2 separate regions of the Strix aluco genome follow, and region 1 is linked to region 2. Evidence: chromatin contacts called from public Hi-C data. All regions are on one chromosome and are shown on one strand. The core of a region is the stretch at or near the end of the contact, and the rest is flanking DNA. Distances in the headings are between cores, read along the strand shown. Region 1 holds the start of SPIN1 (spindlin 1). Region 2 holds the start of CKS2 (CDC28 protein kinase regulatory subunit 2).

The links. A called contact is a pair of places that touch in the nucleus more often than the background predicts.
Region 1: a contact with region 2 is called in a Hi-C map of heart, with 11 times the contacts expected there. The contact joins the promoter of SPIN1 here to the promoter of CKS2 in region 2. A contact is called at or near these places in 2 of 2 Hi-C or Micro-C datasets (brain and heart).

What each region holds. Positions count from the first base shown.
Region 1 is chrZ:67,486,188-67,490,984 of bStrAlu1.hap1, reverse strand. It overlaps SPIN1 (spindlin 1), which reads left to right and starts at 2,325. Exons shown (of 7, transcript XM_074811790.1): 1 at 2,325-2,623.
Region 2 is chrZ:67,139,576-67,144,350 of bStrAlu1.hap1, reverse strand. It overlaps CKS2 (CDC28 protein kinase regulatory subunit 2), which reads left to right and starts at 1,308. Exons shown (of 3, transcript XM_074812156.1): 1 at 1,308-1,526; 2 at 3,001-3,128; 3 at 4,253-4,716. The coding sequence starts at 1,468. The coding sequence ends at 4,305. The region is part of intron 1 of SHC3 (SHC adaptor protein 3); the gene reads right to left.

The DNA.
Region 1 (4,797 bases), core at 1,076-3,575, 350 kb before region 2:
TGGAAAGCCCCGCTGCTCTAAGGAATGGAGTAGGTGGAGGAGGCAGAGGCGTATGGAGAGGGGAAAATAAGAAAGGCCTCAAAGCAACCAGTTCAGGTAATTGTTGTGGCAAGGAGAGTTGGAAAGTATGGGAAAGGAAAAGATCTGGGCATGCAAATCCTGTTGCAAGACAGAAAGGGGACACGTTTGTACAATTGGCTAATAATTGGAAGATGAACCCACCAACTCTCCTCACTATAGTAGTTATTTGGGCTGTGGGAGGAATCACAACCCCAGCCTATACTCAGGCCTTAACCCACCAACCGATACTACCTCAATTAGTAAATACCACCTCAATTAGTAATAGCACAAAAAGAGTACCAAGTTTCCCTCAAGAAATTGAGACAACTACAACTCCTCTTTGGAAAATATTAATGGCAAGTTAAGCATTGTTGGTTGTGTTTTGATGTTAAGCCCCCATTTTATGAGGCCCCTAGTGTTATTAATACTTGGGTTAACTTTCGGACCATGTATATTTACTATTATCAAAGGAAGATTAGAGGCTACACACTTAATGGTGGTAAAAACACAATATGAACAGATTAAAGGGATAGAAGAAACCCCTGTCTTAAACGAAGTTTGTGATGTGTTAAGGAGATTTGAAAAACAAAATTAGTTAAAAGAAAAGGGGGGAATTGTAATAAAACATATATGGTATTTGTTATTCAAATCTCAAGGGGAAAAAGAAGTTGTGGTCTGGACATCTTGTTAAGTAAACTAAGCATAAAGAGAGACTCTGTTAATACCAGATTGTGTTGTAACTAAACTATGTTGTGGCCGAACAGTTTTGTAATTCTCTTATGTATAGAATTTCTAAATGTTTTTGCACTTTCTATGTAACCTCAGGTTTAAAAAGAAATAAGAAATAAGATATATGTACATAGTTTCTATTGTTAAAATCAGTTGTTAGAAGGGAGCGAAAATGGCCCCCATCTTCAAGCCAGATAGTGTTATGTCTAGACAATGTTATGACTAGACTATGGTGTAGCCAGCCTGTTAGGACTGCAAAAACACCTGTGCTGAGTCATCCCCCATAAATGGAAAAACCCAAGAAAAGCCCGGGAAAACTTGTTTACAACTTTGCAGACCCCTCAGGGTACACCCATCATGAATATGGAGGAAGCCTACACTATAAAGGGACTCAGTTCTGTCCTGTAAGGTGTGTGTCCTGGTAGAGCAGAGACTCCCGGCACACCCAGCGCTGTTTTGCTCACTCGCTGCTTGCTAATAAAAATTTTATTGACCACTAAAAATTGAGAAGTGGATATTTCCCATTAAATTACAATTAATCTATAACACTGGGATTTAACACCGATGGTTCAGAAGATGACACTTGTCCGTGGTCCAGCAACTGCTGAACAGCCTTGACTACTTGCAGGTTTCCCATCGACTGCCTTCTCTATCAGCCTCCTCAAGCCAAAAGCTGAGAGCACACAAGATAGTGCACCAAGACTGTGTGAAGAACTTGTAATCAGTGCTTTTGTTCAGCTAGGATTTTTGAAGTGTTCCCCCACCCCTTTTTTGTTTCTCTGTTCCACAGACAAGGACACCATTTTAAGTTTTGAAGGAACTACTCCTTCTCCATCCCAGTAACGTTTCCTGTCTTGCAATGATAACAATTTAGTGCAAAACGCAGGCTTTTCAGTTTTCTTTCATACTACATGCAGCATACCTGACAGCCTCGATTACTTAGAAGCACTTTGCCTAGGCAGGCGAAATGCCAGTCAGCCTTCAGGTACCTTCACACTCTTGGGTTTCATTGTACCAACACGACAATCGGCACTTCCTCAGATCACCTGAACATTGTTTGAGGGTTGGAAGATGACCAGGGACACCACAGAAACCCGGTGGAAAACGCTGGGTACCATGACAACCCGTGAGACTGCCCGCCGTGGCGCTGGGCCTCAGGCAGGCCGCGGGCCCAAGGCCTGCCCACGGAAAAGGCGCTGCTGGTGAGCGGCACCGCCGCCACGAACCGCCGCGGCCCACCCGTGAGGCGGCGCTAGGCGGGCTGCGCAGCGCTGGCGAGCGGGCGGGGCGAGGCCCACCCCACGCCCCAGGGCCGGGTAAGCCGTGTGTCGAGCCGGCCCGCAGGGCAGGGCAACGCGGCAGCAGCGGAACGCCGGGCGGCTGCCGCGGCCGCGCAGACGCGCTGGGATCGGCGACGGCGGCCGGGGCGGGGCGGGGCGGGTAGCGGCCCCCCCCGCTCCTGTCGCAGTTCGGGAGCCGCAGTGCGCCTGCGCGCCGGCGGAAGGGGGCAGGGCGGGGGGCAGGAGGGAGAAGGGCGGGGCCCGGCCCTGTGTTTTGAACGGCCCGATGCGGGCGGCTCACTTTTTGGCAGGAAGGTGAGGAGGCCTCTATCCTGGCGGCGGAGCTCGCGTAGGGAGAGGGGGATCCAAATGTGGCAGAGGCGAGCAGGAGGCAGCGGCGGCGGCGGAGGGGGGCAAACGAGACAAGGGGAGCGGCCGTCCTCGCTGCCGCCGCGGAGGAACTGAGCGGCCTGGCAAGGCAGGGGGCTGCGGCTGCAGCGCTGGCACCCCCGGGCCGCCCGCCTGGCACCCCCGGGCGCCCGTCCCGCCGGCAGGTGAGCGAGTGGGGAAGGCGGGGGAGGGGAGGGGAGGCGAGGCGGGGGGGGGGGGGGGGGGGGGGCGCGAACGCAGCCTGTCGCGCCGCCCTTGGCCTGGCCCGGCCCAGTACCGGGCAGAGCCGGAGGGAGTCGCTGTAGGGGAAGCCGGAGCTCTGAGCCCAGCTTCGCCTCGCCTCCCCCGGGGCTGACAATATGTGTCCACCCGCGGGCGTCCCGGCTCCGCGCCCCCTCCTCCGCCGCGGCCCGTCGCCCCTCCCGTCCCGCCCCCGTGGCCCTCCCGGAAGCCGCAGGAGGCGGGCGGCAGTGGGGCCGCGGGGGCCCCGGGTTCATGTTGCCGCCTCTGCCGTCGCTTCCCCCGCGGCGCCCCGGCTGCCTGGCAACTCCCACCCTTCCGGGCTCCGGGGGGCAGCCGCTCTCCCTTGGCACTGGCCCCGGTCGGCATCCACGCTCCGTCCCCTGCCGGAGGGGAGGGGTCCGCTCCCCCCCCACCCCCACCCCCCCGCGGAGCCATTGTATGTGGGCTGGGGCCCGCCGGGGGGGGCTGCCGCAGAGAAGCTTCCCCCTCGCTAGCGCACGCCGAGGGAGGCGGGGACGGGGGGAAGCGTGCCCCGGCTCCCCTCCCCGTCGCGGGGGAGCGGGGTGAAGGGGGCGTGAGTGCGGTGGCGGCGGGGCCGGACCGGGCCGTGCCGCGGCGGCCGGAGGGGGAGCCGCCGCCTCGGGCCGGCAGTGGCAGGGTTGCGGGCAGCGCTGCCGCGGCGCGAGGCACCCCGAGCGCGCGCGTGTGTGCGCGCTGCGCTGCGATCCTTTGTCTGCCGCCGCTTTCCCCTCCTCCCGCCCTCCCTTCCCACTCCCTGGGCCTGCCTCTCCTCCCTCCTCGCCTTTCTCTCTCCCTCCCTTCGTTCCCCTCTCTCCCAGACTCCAAGCGCTGCTGCAGCTGCAGGTTTGTAAATACTGGACCAACACACACACAACATGGCTGACGCTCGCCCTGCTCCTCCACCAGGGTCTCCGCCTTCTCCCTCTGTCTCCGCCGCTTAGCCTCTCCTCCTTTTAGGCTTTTGTTTCTTTCCCCTCCCCCCTCATCTCCCATCCAAAAAAAAAAAGAGGAAAAACAGTTCACCCTCCTTATTGCGAGCATGGCGGGATTTCAAGGGTAAGGATCCTCGCTTTGGAAGCTTTCTCCTTTCGTTTCGCTGCTTACAACAAAATGAAACCTAAAATCAAAGGGGATTTGGGAACCTGGCAAGGCCTGGGGCGAGGGAGGAAGGGAGGGAAGGCTGGGGGAACTGGGTGAGCCCCGCTGAGAGAGGCTTGATTGGAATGTGCGTATCTTTTTCTCTTTTTGGGTGGGGGGAGGCTGATGCACCAAAGTGCTGGCAGAGATGAAATACTGTATTCCACTTGCAGAATGATCTTTCATTCAGGGCCGTTTCTTTCATTTCAGGACGTAGTTCGGTATAAGATATCAACTCAGCACAGTCATGTTAAAAAGACCTGAACTAGTTAGGTCAGAATAGGCATTGTGTAGGTAAAAACCGTAGCATAGGCTTTTTGAATTCCTTTGCATTCCCTGTATCTCCTTGTCAGTATCTTAAACAGCTCACAAATCATAGGATACAAAACTGGGATTAACACTTGCCAGGTCTTTTTGTTGCCAGTTTTTTGTCACAGATTAATTTGCCCTTGTGATGACAATAGCACAAACCGAAGCATTTCCTTTTTGTTAAAATGAGGGCTTATGCTTTTGAGATTCCTTTTTTTGTAAAAAAGGCACGACATCGTGAATTTAAGTGAGCTCCCAAACTAAAGCAAGACAGCATGTTTCTGACCTCTCAACACAAGGCAAATGCTCAGTTCACTACCCCCCACCTCAGTTATTTAGAGCACCCCCTTCTGGCTTTGACGAATATGGCTTATTTTTTTGCTTATGACGTAAAACCAAAATAACTTGAACGTAGTTTGTTGAGCATATATAAAGTGATCTGCTGTGGAACAGATTTGTAGCTAGGTTGTAACAAGGGTGAATGCCGAACATGCAAAGACGTGATGCTTTATGTTGCATTCTGTGCATGTTACTGTAATTAATAGTACGTGTTTTATTTTTCAAAGATTATATCTAAAGACATGGTCTTTATTCAGTCATATACACAGGGATAGCTGTGGCTTCTGTT
Region 2 (4,775 bases), core at 59-2,558:
CCACAGCCCACTGACTCATTTCCAGAACATTCTCAAACTTGCACTGCGCTTGCTCAGTGATGCCAGAATCCCCGCCTGTGGGGGTGGGCACTTACAGTGTAAAAGGAGGAGAAGACGCATATTCAGGCCTGCATGCCTGCCACTGGAGGACTTCAGCTATGAGCAGAGGTCCATGCTGAATCCAAAGGTGGTGATACATTTTCATTTCTCCCACTCCTTATCTTTTTCTCTCTCTTTTCTGACCTCATTCTAGGCACATATGGGTGATCTTTTGAGTTTTGCCTAAATCACTGTTCTCCATTGTATTCACAAGTCTTGGTGTTGAGTTTTGCCTAGCCTTTACACTATCCATTGTGCCACTGCCAAGTTTCAAGTAAACCTGTTATTCGGTGAAACCTTTTGAGTGATCATCGTTCACTCCTTGTACTGTGCAGAGTTACAACCTTACCCTAACCTGCGGAGTGGGATGGTTCAGCAGGGGGCACAGAACATGGTAATGGTGAGATTGCCCTTTCTGGAAACATTCCCACTAAGCTTATCTCAACAGGGCAGCTACACCCAAGAAATACCACTGGAGTTTAGAAAAGTGCAGAATCCAGTATTTACCTTCTGAGAAAGCCTGATGCCAAAAATAACACTCATATCCTAGGAACTGAAGTGCCTCATTAAATCCTGGCAAGCTGCTAATTATGTTTTGCCATGACAGCATTTACTGTGCTGTTTTGCTGGCTAGGAATGTTGGTAAACAGAAATCCTCTCCACAGACCCCACACAGCTCTGAGCACACCTGCACCCCACGTTTGTTTGCACTCTGCGCAAGCAGCACATTAAGTACTACAGACGCCACAGCCTTCCAACTCAGGGGAGCAGTCGTGTTTGTGAAACGACCGCAGACCAGCGTACCACGAGTTCACAAAACCTCCCCGGCCCCACGGTACGCAGCGCAGAGCGGCACCAAGGCACAGCACACGCCTGATTTTAACCTGAAACTTTACTAAGGGGCCGGAGGAGGCTCTCCCCCGCTGCCCGCCATGCGCAATCCCCTGGACGCCCGAGACCGCAGCCGCCAGGGCCGCGCCAAGGGCATCGCGACACGCGCAGGGTCGCGCCCGCCACCGGCCCCAACCGCCTCTCCCGCACACCCCACCCTCCCCTGGAAAGTGCTGGAAGCGCCCGGCCCCGCCGGCGGCTGAGCCAACCACCGCGCCCCGGCGCCGCCACGCCCGCCCCGCGCACCGCCCTCCCACCGTCACCCCTTACGTAATGCCCCGGCGGCTCCGGGGATGGGTGGGAGGGCGAGCGGTCAGTCACGCGGCGGCCCGGCACGCGATTGGCTGTCGCGGCGCCGCCAATGAGAGTCGCGCTGTTAGATTCAAACCGAGCGGGTGGCGGAAGCGCGGGGTTAGTCGGTGGGGTTGTCCGTGTGAGGCGGGTGCTGTTCTGTTCCTGTTCCTGCCGTCTCTCGCCATGGCCCACAAGCAGATCTACTATTCTGACAAGTACTTTGACGATCAGTACGAGTACCGGTACGAGGCAGTGGGAGAGGGCGGGAGGGCCGGCTGAAGGCATTAAGGGGGGGCTCCTGCCGGCCCTTTCGGAGCGGCGGGAGGGCGCGGCGCCTCGGGCAGGCGTCTCTCCCGGGGCTGGTGCCATGCTCTCAGGGAGTACGCTCGGCCTGTGGCGGCAGCGAGCGTGACCCTGGCTTCCGTGGGGCCAGAGGGGCTTAAAGCCTGCGGGGAGGGGCCGTGCCTTGCCTCTTGGCGGTGGGTTTTTGCGTCGCCTCGGACCAGCTGGGGGGAGGAGGGTGGGTGATTCGAGTGCCGGTCTCGGCTGGCCCTTCCAGGGCCGCCGTTCGGTGAGCGGGCGATGCAAGCCCCGGAGGGCGGTGAAGGAAGCGGCGGAGCCGGGCGATGAAGCTGGGAGCGGCAGAGCGGGGCTCGGGCGCCCCGCGGGCGAGGCCTGGCTGGCGGCCGCCGGGGGGGGCGGGGGGGAGCGGCGCGCCCCGCCCCGCTGGTGGCTCGAGAGGTAACCGCGCGGCCGCGGCGGCGCCGCTCTCGGGGGAGGGGGGAACGGGCCGGCGGTGCCGCCTCCCTCGGTCAGGTACCGTGGGGAACTGAAGCAGGGAGCCCTAACCGTTGTGTTCAGAATGCTCTGCTCGGCGGAGAGTAACGCGATCGAGCTCTGAATGTGGATGAAGCGTGTGTTTTGCTTTACGTGTCATCTTTGAAGGCAGTTCGTAAGGCCACGCCAACACCTAGTATTAATAAATGTAGTTCGTACTGCCTTCGAGACATTTGCTAGTTTTCAAAGCTGTCATATAGCACCAGTCAGATCTGGATTATAACTGATACTGTTGAAATTCAGTCCTCTAGGCTTACTTGAAAGCACTACTGCAAATCAGGGGTTTTGTTCCTCCGTGTAGAGGTCTAGTGTCCCTCTTAGCAGCTATGCTCTCAAAACCACAATTGAACGCATTGCTTTGTACTAAGTGATAAAGGAACTTGAAAATGTGGAGGGCAGACTATGTTTCTCCTCAGCTGACAGATTGGGCTCTTAAGTGGTGTTAGTGTTCTGTCTCTATAAACCAGCACTTTCTCTGTGGAGAATACATTGTTGGTTACAGAATGCAAAATACAAACGAGTGACTTTATCAGTCGTTCTAAAAGTCCAAAGCCCTTATTTTTGAAATAGGTGATATGACTGCCAGTTGCCAGGAACACATTCTTCTATACAGTTTCTTCTAGGAGGTAGGTTGGCTGTTCCAGTATACAGTTTCATTACAGATGTAATGTTTAGTAGACAAAGTGATTTTAAAACTGGATTCTGGGACAGATGCTTCATAATCAGTGGTATCAGTCAGCACCCAAGACTTATTTATAGGGATTGCTGGTATTCATAACTGAACTTGCTTACTGTGTTTCAGTGTGTATCTGTGCAAGTTTTCTAGTGTACACAGGCATTAATGTATGTAGTGTGTGTTTAATAATAAAACCTCCACAGACATGTGATGCTGCCAAGAGAACTTTCAAAACAAGTGCCAAAATCCCATCTAATGTCCGAAGAGGAGTGGAGACGACTTGGCGTTCAGCAAAGTCTTGGCTGGGTTCACTATATGATCCATGAGCCAGGTAAGTTCATCTGAACAGAATTAGATGAACAAAAGGGTCTAAACTATCAACTGCCTGGTGCATTTGTCAACAAAGGCAACATAACAGCCTTTATTTTAAACCTTCACATCTTGCTCCCAGATTTGCAAAATGCTAACCTTGTCCTAGGTATGTGTGGTCTGTCAGTAGACAAAATGTGCCAGACTGGAAATTGTTCCTATATGCATATAGAAATAGGCTTCTTTGAGCTCCTGAATAATGTTAGTATCTCAGTGACTGAACCAAACTTTATACAGCAGTATATTTTTAAATAAACAGCATGTACTTTTTCTACAAATGCTTAATAGATGCTCCTGCAGACAAGGTCCTGTATTAATGCTCTGAAAAGTCTACAGTATAGTTTGAACTCTAGTAATACAGCCCACTAAAAGCAACACTTAAAACCAATCTTTCAAATAGCAGGGTGTGGAGCCCTAAAACTGCCAACTAGGATGTGCTGAAAACAGCCAAAGTAGCTTACCATTGACAAGCCTGACTAAAAAGTAAGTGGTGGTAGATGAATTGCAGCAGTATGGAGTTCCAAGTTTCTGAAGAACCAGGGGAATAAATTAGTATAACCTGCCAGTGTTTCCCTTACCTGGGCACCTTTTGATACTTCTGGCTTTTTTGGAGGAGTTTACAATTAAGTTAGATCAGTAATAATGTAAGCTGGCTGTATTAAGTAAAGTCATTTTTGTTGATGCTTCACACTATGTGCCTAACAAGGACAGCATCAACAGTTTGTTAGTCTAAGTTACAGTAACAAAGCTCATCAAACAGCCTAATGTAGAGAGACAGAGTTAGTACCAATACCAACTAAATATATTCTGTATTTTTTCCAGTACTTCCTTCCTGTAAATACCTTAAGTTTATGATACTGCCAACATCTGGTATAAAACTTTCAAAAGCAGCACCAGCTTGACTGTTATAAGGTTACTGCAAAATTGATCTATTAATACTACACATGGGGCCGTATTTGTGGACTTGTTCATCTGCTTATTATTTGACAAGCTTCGACTACTGTTCAAGACTTCCTAAATGGAATAAATCCTTGTAGTCAAGTCTTATGGGACAGACTGACACTTTGTTCAATTTTATTTCCGCAGAACCGCATATTCTTCTCTTCCGAAGACCTCTTCCAAAGGATGAGAAGAAATGAATAATTGTCTATAAATTTTCTGCTAAATCTTCTGGAACTATGTCTATGAGTGTATATATGTTGGTAGTATTCAGTGAATACTTTAAAATGTACAAAACATACATCCATACCTGTGCATGAGCTGTATTATTCACAGCAACAAAGCTCAGTCAAATGCAATTCCAAGTAGGCTGCTATTGTGTTCAAAGAGTGATGACACTGTCTTCTTTACTGTTAATGTAAGTGCCTGACTTTTCAGTGAATTTTGTTTATTAAAGATTATGTATTGCATGCTCTGCCTAGGTGATCACTTGTTATCTGTGTTCAATAACTTTTGCACTCAGCTTTTCTGCCAACTGTAGTATGTTCAAATCCAATGGCTCACCTGTTTATGTGTAAAGAAATAAACTCTAGTTTTAATGCTCTATAAAACCTCAGTGCCTAGAGTTCTAATTCACCAGACAAAACAAATATTCCTTGTCTAACATGTT